Linked DNA regions of Sus scrofa: region 2 is linked to region 1. The links are chromatin contacts, called in public Hi-C maps. All regions are on one chromosome and are shown on one strand. The core of a region is the stretch at or near the end of the contact, and the rest is flanking DNA. Distances in the headings are between cores, read along the strand shown. Region 1 holds the start of POLR2J (DNA-directed RNA polymerase II subunit RPB11-a). Region 2 holds the start of YWHAG (14-3-3 protein gamma).

Region 1 (6,830 bases), core at 3,034-5,533:
AGTGGGTTAAGGATCCGGTGTTGCCGTGAGCTGTGGTGTAGGTCGGCAGCTGTAGCTCCGATGGGACCCCTCGCCTGGGAACCTCCTTATGCCGTGGGTGCGGCCCCAGAAAAGACAAAAAAAAAAAAGCCCTGGCAGTGTCTTATGCCAGCCCCCTGTCCCAGGCAAGGCTTCCTCTGGTTGTCACCTCCCCACCCACCACCCAGCCCATCCCTAGACACACAGCAGCCTCCAGCGCCACTGATGAGGTGGTAAGATAGGAGGCACCGGCTCTTCGGCACATTTTTAAAGCTTGTGCAACCAAGCTTGAGCCTCACCTGTGAATCCCAGACCGAGGACAGTCCCCAAGGGCCTGGGTCACAGGCAGGACCCCTGGCCCAGCTCGGGGGCAGGGCCACGTGGGCAGACTGCATGCTGCCTGCTTTGAGGCGATGGGGTGATGGTACAAGGGTCTGCCCCCTCCCCTCTCCCTATGGCTTTTGGGGCCATAGTGACCTTTCCTCGTGGCCGCAGCCTGCCAGCCCCTGGGACGTTCATCGCCTCTTGGTCATGATGCTAACCATCTGTGGGCCTCGTGAGCCTCCTCGCAGGACCTGGCGTCCTCTCTCCCTTCACAGCCCAGGGCTCAGGCCCAGGAGTGCTTGAGCCTGCTCCCTGCTCTGCGCGCCCCGCCCTCACCAGCAGCTCGCTTCTCTGGCTACTTCCTTGGGGCCTCACACACAAATTCGCAGGCCTCTTTGATTTTCTTGGGTGTCAAGCACCTCATGGTAAGGAAGCATGGACCCCAGGGTCTACTGAGACCCAGGGCAGGGTGTGAAGGGGAGAGAGGCTCCTGCGGGACCTGAGACCAATAGGACGGAGCGATTAACTGCACACCCACAGGCTCCTGCTGGCAACGCCCACCACCGTCTCCACCAATGGATCCTGGCGTGGGCGTGGCCACCGTGGCCGGAAGTGGCGTTCAAATGACTAAATGCCCGGCCCTGCCCCCACCTCACCTGTGAGCACTCTGGCTCCTAGGTTCTCTTCTCAGGTTCTGAGCAGAGTTACCTGCAATCCGGGATGCCACGTTCTTTTTGGAGGCCACCTGGCAAAAGGACAGGGACAGAAGAGACTCCTGCCTGCCCTCAGCACGGCAGGTCCTAAAGGTCAGACTCTCCATCTGCACAGGGAGTGTGGACACCACCACTTCCCCAGGATCGCCAAGCCTCTTATTCATCTGGGGCCCCGGGGCAGGTCCCCCCAGATGTCCTGAGGGTTTGATTGGGCCCCCGGACAGAGGCCTGCAGCCTAGGGGGCTGGCGTTCACTACAGGGCAGGCACTCTCGGAAGCCCTCAGTGGGCACAGTTCACATGGTACGTGCATCTGTCATAGTCTGGGCCGATCCCATAAGAAATCTGAGCAAGTTCCACCATACTCCTCTTGGGAAATTCCCGACGATGTATATTTTTTGAATATGTTAAAAAAACAGGACTCTTGGCGTTCTCATCATGGCACAGCCGAAACGAATCCGACTAGGAACCATGAGGTTTCGGGTTTGATCCCTGGCCTCGCTCAGTGGGTTAAGGATCCTGCGTTTCGTGGCTGCGGTGCAGGCAGGCAGCTGTAGCTCTGATTAGATCCTGTAGGCTGGGAACCTCCATATGCCACGGGTGCGGCCCTAAAAAGACAAAAACACCAAAAAAAAAAAAAATGATTCTTACACCAAAATACAATGAACATGTATCAAAGATTTATTACGCATCGAGGAGGAATTGAGCGTTTGGCAAACCTGGTTCGTGGACTATTTTGAGAACCTGAGCAATGTTAAAACAAGATTGTGATAATAGATACAAAACTGGTGGATGGAGTTTTCGTCTCTGTGGGATAGAAACCTACAAGTTAATAGATAACTTCAGTGTCTGGGCTCTTAATTGAAGAGTAAACATTAATGTCAAACACAGGTCCATTCCCCAAGATTAGAGATTTGGCAGACTTTTTCTGCAAAGCCCCAGGCTTACAGGTTTTGGTCACAATTACTCTTGCAGCACAAAAGCAGCCACAGACAATAAGGCGACAAATGGGCATGGCATAATCCAGCGAAACTTGATCTACAGAAACAGGTGGCAGACTTGATTTGGTCCCAGGGCCCTCACATTTTGATAATCCCTGCCCTAGATATTTAACTAACCCTTGGTCAGGCCTGTTCATTGGTGCTTCACTGTGGCATTGATGGGACAGGCCACGCAGTCTCCCTTCCCCTTATTTCCGAGGTTGGATAAAGTTTCCTAGCATCTGTGTTCTAGCAGCCCCTTCCACAGTGGTGCCAGGCCGGCCGAGCACCCTTCAACTTAGGAGAAGATGGGAATGGCCACTTGGCCTTGTCTTGGGGCGCTCCAGCATCGAGCCTCTGAACATTCTTTGGGAAGCTGACAACTTCTGGAGCTCAGGGTCTCATGTTGGTCAGGGTATCGAAGGGGAAGTGTGACCAGAACTCCCTAGAGCAGACAGACCACCACAGTGGCAGGGACTGGACCCCCTGCCAGGTTAAAAATCCTCTCCCCAGGAGTTACCGTCATGGCTCAACGGTAACAACCCCGACTAGCATCCATGAGAATGTGAGTTCGATCCCTGGCCTCGCTCAGTGGGTTAAGGATCCAGCGTGGCTGTGAGCTGTGATGTAGGTCAGAGACGAAGCTCGGATCTGTGGCGTAGGCTGGCGGCTACAGCTCCGATCAGATCCCTAGCCTGGGAACCTCCATATGCCGTAGGTGTGGCTTTAAAAAGACCGAAAAAACAACCCTCTCCCCATCCCATCCCTGGCCCAATGAAGTCCAGCCAGCCTCATCACCCTGGGTCCCTGCAATCCTGGCAGTGGCAGCATCATTGGTGTGGACTTTCCCAGGATGACTCAGAAGGATGCAGGTTATAACCTCAGGGTATCATTACTGTCATTGTCCTCTTTTCCTCCCCAGTTAAAGAGCCTCCACCCCCACCCACTTGGCCTGGAGAGTCTAGGTTGGTGTTGGCCTCCCCCAAAGGACATTTTCTCACTCCAGGGTTCAAGGCTCAAGTAGGAACTAGCCCTTCCCAGGAAGTGGTGGGGGAAGCTCCAGATTTCCTTGAGGGCCCCTTGGGTGTTGCCCAGCCCTAAAGAAACAACTGGGAAGCTGGTAGGGCTCCAGGAGCTAATCTGAACCACAGCCCCTGTTGCTTCAAAGCACTCAGGTAGGACTCTTAGGCGAAACTGTAGAAATACCAACCCACCAAAGCTAACTCATACACTTATCTTTTCAAGTTCTTCTCACACCTGTGTTGACTCAAAACAAAAACGACAACTTGAAATTTGCGAGTTAGCTTTCATCAGGGACCTTATTGAGGACCAGAGCCTGGGAGACAGCCTCTTTGCTAGCTCTGAGGAACTGTTCCAAAGAGATGAGAGAGAAGCCAGGATATTTAGGAGTTTTTGCTGAAAAACAAACATGTAGTCACGCATCGAAAGATTACTGCTAATCACGAAAGACAGACTTCTCAAGTTAATGATTTTAGTCTTTTTCTTTGGGGAGATGCAAGAATCCGAGCTCATTGAAATTGTTCCCTGATAGGCGTCTTAACTGTCTAAGGCCAGCACCCTGTTTTTCTCCGTCCCGAATGTCCCTCAGGGCTCATAGTCAGGGGCAGGGCAGTGGCTGGCAGGCAGCCTTCTTTGTTTACTGAAATGACAGGCAACATTTTTTCTTTGTCCTCACCTGTATATACCAACCTCTTCTCCAGCCACAACTGCCCCCACTAACAAGAAGCTCATTAGGCTACAAGCCCACTTGACAAGCCAGTGACCACTCAGCCAAGAGTCCTGTAGCGGTCTGCCTTGGCAAGGGGGTTATCTATACACAACAGTCTAGCCCAGAGGAGGCTTCTTGCACCTCCCCAGTGGCCACACCTGCCTACCCCACCAAGGCTCTACCACCCCAATGCTCCATTCTTCATTCGGAAGCCTCCTGCTGTGTACTCCAAGGGCACATTTCCAAAGAGGGATCAAGGGACAGCGGGAGTGGAAAGAACAGCTCAGGGTTCCGCTTGAAATGGACAAGGAGGTGTCAAAACCAATCACCCGCTAGTGATCTGAGCATGCGCCAAATTGCTCCCCCAGGTGAGCCCGGGAGGGGAGTCTCCGGATTCACGCGTGCGCAGAACAACCAGCTCATCTCGCCGGCTTTTCGCGTGCCTGAGCAAGATCCTCCAGACCGACAGGGGGCAATGAACTAGTTCCCACACGGGTTTGGCGCCGCTAGCGTAATCCGGAAGTAGCCGCTGACCCGGAAGTGGTCGGGCTCTAGGTTTCGGGAGGCGGTGGTGGTGGTGGCGGCGATAGCTGACTCTTTGGAGGTGGCCGCGGTGCTAGGATGAACGCCCCTCCTGCCTTCGAGTCGTTCTTACTCTTCGAGGGCGAGAAGAAGTAAGTGGAACCGGCCTGGGCGGGGAAGGTGGCGGGACCGTCAGCGCACGCAGGTTCTGGGGAGTCTCTGCCCGTCCTCTGTTGCGTGGGGACAGAAGCCACTTTTGCTCGAGCGTCTGCTCGGCCGAGAGCTTCACACCTGTGTCTGCCAAACTTAAGACAGTCCTAGGCGGTGGTGAGTCTCCCCGTTTTGCAGAGGAAACCAAGGCTCAGAGAGGTTAAGTAACAAAGTGGCCGGTCTGTATTCTGGGATCTGGTAGCCCCCTCACTGGTCTTCCCCTCCGCCGCCTTCATCCTTTTTGTTGCATCCAGAGGGATGGCTCTCAGACTCACACCGGATCTTCATTCGCTGGTGTAAAACCTCCAGGGACTGCTCATTGCTTGCAGAGGAAGCCAAGTGTAATCCAGTGCTCAGGCAGACTGGGCTTGGCTCCTGGATCCCCTATTTAAGGACTCTGTGGTTTTGGGCAGGTGATTTAATCTGCCCGAGGCCCACTTTCCCCATCTAGAAAAAGGGCTTATTACTGTATTAAATCATAGGTTATTCTCTAAGAGGAGATTAAACGAGATAGTTTATGTGAAGTATTTAGTCCTGGGCTCAGCACTGGCTCTTCTTTCTCATAATTACCTGTTTTGCAGGGCTCTGTGTTCTAGCCCCTGCCATCCCTGTCACTCTCCCTTGCGAGGCAGTAGCTCTCAGCTGGGGGCCATTTTGCCCCCCACCCCCCGCCCAAAGAACTTTGGCAGAGTCTGCAGATGTTTTTGATTGTCATATAGGGGATGCTCCTGGCATTTAGTGGGTAGAAGCCCGGGCTTCTGCCAGCATCCCGCAGTGTGTCATACGGCCCCCTGCAAACAAGAGTTGTCTGACCTAAAATGGCAGTGGTGCCAAGGTGGAGAAGGAGCAATCCAGAGTAGGCATGGGTCCCACAGAACCAGACGTGGCAGGGCTCGAGGTATAGCCACACTGCTGCTCTGAGAATGAGAGGTCTTCCTGATGAAGAGATGGGGAAAGGCTTCGAGGAGGAGGAGGAGGAGGTGGGGCTGAGCCTGCCTTGAAGGGCAGGGTTTAGAGTCCCGGAAGGAGGGAACCCCCAGCCCCCACCTGTCGCCTTTACCTCTTCCTAGGATCACCATCAACAAGGACACCAAGGTGCCCAATGCCTGTCTGTTCACCATCAACAAGGAAGACCACACGCTGGGAAATATCATTAAATCGTAAGCTCCAAGTCAAAGGCTTTTGGTGGTTGTGTTTAACGGGGCTCTTTGGAAGGACAGGCAAAAGTTCCAGATGATCTCAAGTCTTTCTAAGCTCCAGGAAGTCCTTCTGGGTGCTGGCTCTGGGAATTCACATCCTAGTATCTTTTCTTCAAAATGACACTGGCCCCTATCTGTTCACGTAGCTATGTGTCTGCGTTGGCTCAGTTATCTGGCTAAAGGAAGGGAATGTGCAGTGAGTTGCGAAGTAGGCCCGGTTGGGATGCTGTGCTCACGAGCGAGCGTGGGGAAGCAGTCAGGGTTGGCCACCCACCCTGCCACCGTTTGTGACATTGACCTTGATGATGCATGGTATTCTAAGATGGATGTGCCAGAGACTGTAGCTGCGTAGAATAAGGGAGGGCGTGGGAGAGGGGTTGTGGCCATCAGGTGCTCTATCCTGTGGGTACCTCATATTGGTTGGTGGGTGTTATTTGCACCGGTGAAGTCCTGGCCAGGTGGGTGGCCAGCAGTGTGATAGCCGCTCTGGCCCAGGGACTTGCTGTTTTGCTGCTGAGAAGGGCTACCAGTGAAGCGGTGTCTTTCCCAGGTTTGCAAGTTAGAGTCCGTGGGCAGGAGCCTACCCAGCCTCCTGGCATGAGCAGGGGCTGGCGAGGCCCACCTTCTGTCTGGAGGACTCTGGCCCAGAGCCAAGCCAGTGGTGCACCAAAGCTCTCCTGGGGCCCCGCTGGTCCCACAGTGTGAACCCAGTGTTCCCACCTGTGCCATCCTCACCCCCCAGTGCTCACAGTTGACAGGCCTGCTCTGGAGAAACCCCATGTGCTCACATGATGCAGGCTTCGCTCACAGCCTCAGGGAGGAGGACCTCAAGTGCCCGGAGGACTTCTCTTTCCACTTCAGTGACCGCTCAGAGCCTGGGCCCCTCCCGCTGCTGCTGCCTGTATTCACTGCACCGGAGGCCCTTTGGGGGCTCCATGTTCTGGCTTCCCGCACACTGGCTGGGTTTTTACTGCCTGGGGAGGTTTCTCTGGGCCACTGTGGGGTCCCTGATGTCCCCTGAGAGAGGAGGTTGCTGGGAGCCCTGTTCCTTAGGGAGGGCCATTGAGCATCGTGGAGGTAGGTGTGTTGGGAGAGGCGGCCCCATGTGGTCCATCTTCTTCAGTGTGTCTGTTTTAC
Region 2 (6,830 bases), core at 2,064-4,563, 180 kb before region 1:
ATTGATCTAGCCTCCTGGAAAAGCTAGGAGGAAACAGAATATTTAACACAGTAAAAAAAATGTTAAGGTGTATCTATTCCACTAGAAAGACTTTTTTATATTATTAAGATAGACTTCCGCCACCACTGCCCTCTCCCACACACACCTGAGTTAAGTTGCTTAACCCAGTAACTTGAACAAAATTAGTAGCTCAGAATCTTTTCTCCACCTCTCACCCCAAGCAAGTACCAAAGTCTACTCAGAATACCAACTCAAGAGGCTATTAAAATCCAAAGGACAAGTAAGTATTGTCTAATAGGAAACATCTCAGGATTCACTCTTTTTAGATACAAGCTTATGCATTTATCTTAAAAGACTAAACTTCCCCCTCTTCCTCCCTTTCAAAATACTGCATATTATTTCTACCCTGGTCACCCACATGTCACAGGTCCTAACTATTACTAGGGTAATTTCATTAAATTCAAATAAATTTCATCACTCTAGCACCTGGATTACTCCAACCTTAAGGGAAGGACTTTTTTTTTGTATCTTCCTCTATTTTCCAAATTCAGTGATAACCTTTACAAAGAGAGGAAGAAACAGTTACTTTTTTAAAGCATCTACAGTTTTTATTTAATCCTTGCAACTTTTTCAAGTAGGTATTGACCCATTTTACAGAGGAAGAAAGTGAAGGTCAAAGGTAAGCCTAACCCTCAGAATCACAGTAAACAGGTTCGAAAAATGTCTGCTTTATTTTATGAACTGTTCTTTCCTCCATGCTCTGTCGTCAAAGAGCAGAAGCATCAACACAGCAAAAGAAAACTTTTCCCAATCCCAAGCTCAAGTGTTCTGAAACGGATTCTCATTCCCTGACATTTACTGAAAATGACCGAGTAGGAAGTTGTAATTTTTTAAAGGTTTTTTTAAAACCTGCCACATTAATAATTTGCAATAAAGCCATGTATACAACCCACCCCTGCACTATGATCACAAAAAAATTGCTTAAAATTTTTAACTTTATTCCTTCATTGCCCAATTTTAATAGTGAGATGAATGTTTAAAAACACTACTGTATCCTTAAACTTTTGAGAAAACTAGAAATAGGAAGGAGAACAGGCATATCTAGAGGTCCCTGATTTGCAAGTCTAAGGATAAATGAAATACTTTATTTTGGGGACCAATTCTCATCTGATAGAACATAAAGTACTCAATTCCACCTGGCTCATCTGATAATTTCTGCATTACCTTGGACAAATGCCATCTGAATACTCCCTACCAGCCCTTAGGTGCATTGCAGCCTCTGTGTCATTGTGTGACATCACTGGGTTGCTATGGATATAGGTGCGAGGTCACTCGCTTTCCTGTGAAACTAGAAATATGGAAAAATTAGAAGAGTCTAAATAATTGAACTGAAGATACTGATATCTATTAAAGTATAACTTCTATCATTTGCACTTTAAAGACAGCAACTGTAGCAGTCTCTTAATAAAGCAGTGCTCCCAATTTCAGAGTCAATTCTCTTCCTTAAGGGAATAAAAACCCCTTATTAATGTAGATGACTTAAATATAAAGGCATCAGTATTGTCATCTTTTGTGAACCAGTAAAATTATTCAAGAATTAATGAATCTGTAATACCTACACTGCTTCATTAAAAAGATTTAACACGCAAGGTACACTCCTGCATCTGCTACACACAGGAGATGCACTTTAAAACCTTTGTTACATAAGGCAAGAAGTATTTAACTTATTTATTAAAATAGTGGGAGACCTAAATCACTAGATAATTTTCTAGGTTTCATTTAATAATGGTCAATACTCCCCCCCACCATCAAACTGGTTGTCTGCCCATTAGACAAATGTAGTGTTACAAAATGGTGCAATACAGGCAGGAATCTGCATCCCAGACAAAATGCGACAACTGGAGATCAGTATTCTCTTTTCATCACCAATAAGGATGTGATAGCTTTTTTTAAGCCTCAGATATATCTAACAAAACAAATTAAAAAAAAAAAAAAAGATATTTTTTCCCCTTTAAAATAACTCCTCCCAGCCTCCACCCAGTCTAGGCTCTCTGCAATATGACAAATGCAGAATCTTCTGGAATGACTTGATACTGCCTCCCACCACCGCTTTGTTTGCAGTATCAGATCAGAGAGAATATTTTTTCAACTTATAGGAATTTCAACAGATGTGTGCCTGTGTTTAAAAGAGAAACGGCATATTATCACAAATTGAACCAGTCAGCTAAATTCACAACCTTTATTTTTAAGACAATACCTACCCTTTTCAATACAAAAAACACTAGGAAAAATTAGAGATAACATATTAAGAACAATCAATGAAAAAGCTAGCCAAACAAACGTTCCCCTCTTCCTAAAATCAAGAGGGCTTGCTTTGAGGTAAAGAAAGAGGAGCCTTTTGTTAAGAAAAACGTGAGCAAGGAGGTTTCGATTTTGTACTACTGCGCCCAGGTTTTCAGGACAGCCTACGTTTTTACCGGGGAGACTCTAAAGGACCTGTCTCGAGAGACAGTGGGAAGATTTGGGGAGAGGGGGAGCATCAGAAAACCGGGAGACCTGCTGAGTGAATGGAAAAGGCGCCGCCCAGACACCAGGGAGAAAAGAGGAACCGCATCCATGCGGTCCCCCGCCCCCACACGCCCAGGCTGGGAGGAGGGGAAGTGGGGCACAAAGGATGCGCGTGGCCCCGGCTCAGGTCCCCGGCAAAGCCAAAGGCGCGGCGGCCGGAGAGCCGGCTGCCCAGACCAGCCCTGCAAGACCCCGCCCCAGCCCGAGCGCGAGGAGGGCTGAGGAGACAGCGCCGCCGGCCCCGGGGGACGCTCGGAGCGAGGCCGCGTCACACCCGGTCCTCAGCGCTCTCGGGACCCTCCCCAGCTCCCTCAGGGGCGAGAGACCTGCAGCTGCAACAGGCAACCAGTCCCCCGGAAGAGCCGACGAAGGCCCGCGTCTGCAAAGGGGCTGGGGCGAGGCGGGGGGAGGGGAGGAGAAACTCACGTTCTTCATGGCCGCGGCCATGTCGTCGTAGCGCTCCGCCTGCTCCGCCAGCCGGGCTTTCTGCACCAGTTGCTCGCGGTCCACCATCTTCACGGGCTGGGTCGGGCCGGGCAAGGAGACCGGGGCGGCCTGAGGGGCTCAGGGGACGGCTGCGACGCGGCTGGAGCCCGTGTGCCGGAGGGACCGACCCACGAAGCGAGCGGCTGAGGCGGCGACGGTGGCGGCGCAGAGGCTGCGGCTCGAGCTGCGACCGCGGGACCGGGCGCGAGGCGGCTGCGACTGCTGTGCGTGCCGCGGGCGGACAACCCCCTGCGGCCCCGCCCACGCCGCGTGACGCAACGGCCCCGCCCACCCGCCCGCGCACCCCCGCCCCGGCCCTTCCGTTCCTTGGGTTTCCCCTCCCCAACTCAGCTCGGCGCCGCTCTCTGGGCGTCCCCTCCTTCCCCGCTGCCCCCCAACGAGCCGGGTGCTTCCCTTCACCCCGGCTGCTGTGCCCTATCTTCTCCAGACGGCCCCCACCCTTCGTCCTGCAGACCGCGGCCCTCTCAGGCCTCCGGCGCCTGGGCCCCTGGGAGTTGTAGTTCATCCTCGGGTGCGGCGATACGTTGGGGAGATCAGGGACAAAGGGGCAGCCAAGACTACATCTCCCTGTTGTCGTAGCGCTCAGACAGAGGAGGATGGGACGGGGAGGGGGGGGTTCCTAATTCTGCGGCCGCTGGGGACCCCTGGCGGGGACGGAGGATGCATCAGTCCCAGTGAGTGCTGATTCACGGCCCCGCCCCACATGCTTGGGGAAATTACTGGAGGAGGGGGCCAGGGCCTCAGCCCTGGACCATGTTTCTGAGATAAAATAGCAGGACATGGAGGGGGGTGGGGGTCTGGAGAGGTGGGGTCCGTACACTATTGATTAAAACTGTGAGGGTGGTGACCGCCTGAGGGATGGTTGAATTAAGGAGCCAAACCTTGGGGGACTGTCACCCTCCCCCACAAGGTTCCAGCTCCCTCCGCATCCCCACCTTGAGATTCTTGGACCTGACAGGTGGAAATCTGGAAAGACAAATACCAGGAGGGCGTCCTGGTCAATTTGTAGAAAGGATACAGCAGTAGTTTGCGGGTCTACCCCTGGTGAGCCCCTTCCTTCCTCTCCAGGGTGGAGCATTAAAGATTCAATTCAGTTAGCCAATGGCTGCTCAACACTGGGTTGTGTGTAGGGGTTAACCAACTCTTTTCTGCCCGCCTAGAATATACACGCTGAGGTCAATCTGACTAATTCTTGCTCATGTGCTTCCCTTTTTGACATTCCATGTAGCTCACACAACCCACAGTTTTGACTGCACGTTTTATTTCGTTTATCCAGCACTTATCTTATTGCACACCTACAATGTTCCAGGCACTGTTCTAGGCAATAGGGTACGGCAGAGAACAAATCAAATAAAATCCCTGCCCAAGAAAATAGGCAAAGTAAAGATAAGTGTGTAGAGTACTTTAGAAAGTAATAAAGAATTTTTTTTTTTTTTGCACCCACAGCATATGGAAGTTTCTGGGTCAAGGATCAAACCCACGCCTGCAGTTGAAGCCTGCACCACAGCTGCAGCAATAGCAGATCCTTAATCTACTTCCCACAAGGAAATTTCCAGGGATTTTTTAAAACAGTGAATATGAAGTGTTGTGTATGAGACCAGAGAATAAAGGAGTTTCGGAGAATTATTCCAGGCTTGATTCTGGAACAGGGCGTGGAACCTTACCCTCAAGGGATTCAGAATTTGTTAAGTGGCGTTAAATTGGTTTTTGTTTTGTTTTTTAATTCAGGCTAGATAGGAAGAGGTTCTGAAAAGCTTCCCCAGGGAGTTAGGTAACATTTCCAGTCCAGCCCTTAAAGATGTGTAGGATTTGAGAGCAGGCAAAAGACACAGGCAGTTTCTTCCCGACAAAAGTTTTTGTTTGTTTTTGTTTTGCCTTTTAGAGCTGCACATGTGGCACATGGAAGTTCCCAGGCTAGGGGTTGGATAGCAGCTACAGCTGCTGGCCTACATCACAGCCACAGCAACGCAGGATCCAAGCCTCGTCTGCGACCTACACCGCAGCTCAAGGCAACGCCAGATCCTTAACCCACTGAATGGGGCCAGGGCTTGAACCGGCTTCCTCATGGATACTGGTCAGGTTCTTTACCACTGAGCCACGACGGAACTCCCCTAACATATAAACATTGATAGGCAAAAAATCCAATGTGTTTGTTGCCTGAAGTGATGGGTATTGGGGCTGGACATGGAGTCAGGAGCCAGAATGTGAGGAGCCCTGAATGGCAGTCAAGGGAGTGCAGTCTTTCTTTCAAAATAAATAGAAAGCTTGTGAGATTTTAACCAAGGCAGAAAAGGATGAGATTGGCATTTAATCTTCATCGCCATTGCTTCCTCAGTGCTGGGCACAGTGCCTGGCACACCTTAAATACGAAGAACATGCAAAATGAAGGAATGAATGAATGCATGAATGCATGCACGGACTTAGGGAGACAGCTCTGGGCTGAGTGAGGAGAGTCTAGAAATAGCTCTCTTCTCCCCTCCTCCAGTATAGGCCCTGGTCCCTCTTCTCTTACTACACCACCCGGCAAAATGCAATCCTGCTGGTGAATATACCCTCCCACTTCCTTCTGTCTCTTACAGGAGTGTTCGCCAAGTCATTTCTCTTCCTTTCTCTTCCTCCCTGCAGGCCAGGCCTCAACCACTCTGGCCTGGGCCACCCAGGTCCGGCGGGAAGGAACCCTGACAGCCAACCCTGGTTGTCTACAGTGGATTAAACATGTCAACGATTTTAGGCCCTGGAACCTAAATTCTCGGGAACTTCCTGGCACATTTCAGGCTGCCTCTCTGACCTCGCCACCTCAGTTCCTTCCCCACAACCAGTCCAATGTGCATTAAAAAAAAAAAATAATAATAATCCAGGCCAAATCTGTTTGGGAAAAAAGTAAAGCAGAGGCAAAGACAAGGATGTGCCAAAGCCACACAGGAATGACATCTGCAGGCTCCTACGGCGCAGGAGAGCTGGCCCTGCCCTCCTTTCCCTTTTGATTCTTTTTAAGACTCTAGGCTTAAAGCCGCAGCTGCCCAGAGGCCCTGGCTGTTGAGAGGGCTGCTTCAAAGCCATGGCGACATGACACAGAACAAATGGCTTAAGATTCTAGCTTCCTCCTCTACGCCTGCCTGGAGGAGGGAGGTGGAGAACTAGCATTCTGGCTTCTGCCTGGCCCCCAGCTCTAGACGCAAGGCCTGTGCCCTCTCTGGGTCTTAATTTCCCCACCCTTCAAGTGAGAAATTAAAGTAAAAGAGCACTGAGTGCTCCGCCCTGCTGTGACAAGTCACAGTGCTAGATCCAGCCTGTTCATTTTCTCAAGTGGAAGGCTATTGGCTGCGGAAACATGGGCTCTGCACCTGCAGTCCTGGGAGATGGTTCAGTCCCAGAGTTGAGAGGCTCAGAATCAGCCCTGTTTTTTTAGACTTGGAAGCTAAGACAAAGAGATCTCGGCTGCATGACCAGCCAAAGGTCACATGTCAGTGACCAGCAGAGCCTGACTTCAAACCCAGGCAGATCTTCTGTGCTCCTGGTAGCAAGGACACCCTTTCCAGCCCAGACTATGAGCATCTCCCCCTTGGCATCTGCTCAGGAAAGGAGGGGCCTTGCCCTCTGGTGACTGGCCTGACACAGGGCACTGGGCAGGCACTCTGTCTGGCTAACCCTTTGCCCCATCTCCAGTGCTGGAGGATTCAACCTTTAGACGGATCCTCTTCAGGCCGAGTTGGTGGACGAGCAGGCCAGCCAGAAACCTGAGTGTCCTGCTGTTT

Evidence for each region. Hi-C and Micro-C count contacts between places; a contact is called where the count stands out from the background.
Region 2: a Hi-C map of liver shows a contact between it and region 1, with 4 times the contacts expected there. The contact joins the promoter of YWHAG here to the promoter of POLR2J in region 1. A contact is called at or near these places in 1 of 47 Hi-C or Micro-C datasets (liver) and 1 of 2 datasets of contacts at active chromatin or transcription factors (alveolar macrophages).

What each region holds. Positions count from the first base shown.
Region 1 is chr3:9,814,110-9,820,939 of Sscrofa11.1, reverse strand. POLR2J (DNA-directed RNA polymerase II subunit RPB11-a) reads left to right here and starts at 4,283. Exons shown (of 4, transcript XM_003124394.5): 1 at 4,283-4,436; 2 at 5,565-5,654. The coding sequence starts at 4,384. RASA4B (ras GTPase-activating protein 4B) reads left to right here. Exons shown (of 22, transcript XM_013995507.2): 22 at 4,131-4,364. The coding sequence ends at 4,246.
Region 2 is chr3:9,991,285-9,998,114 of Sscrofa11.1, reverse strand. YWHAG (14-3-3 protein gamma) reads right to left here and starts at 3,313. Exons shown (of 3, transcript XM_005661962.3): 1 at 2,995-3,313. The coding sequence starts at 3,081.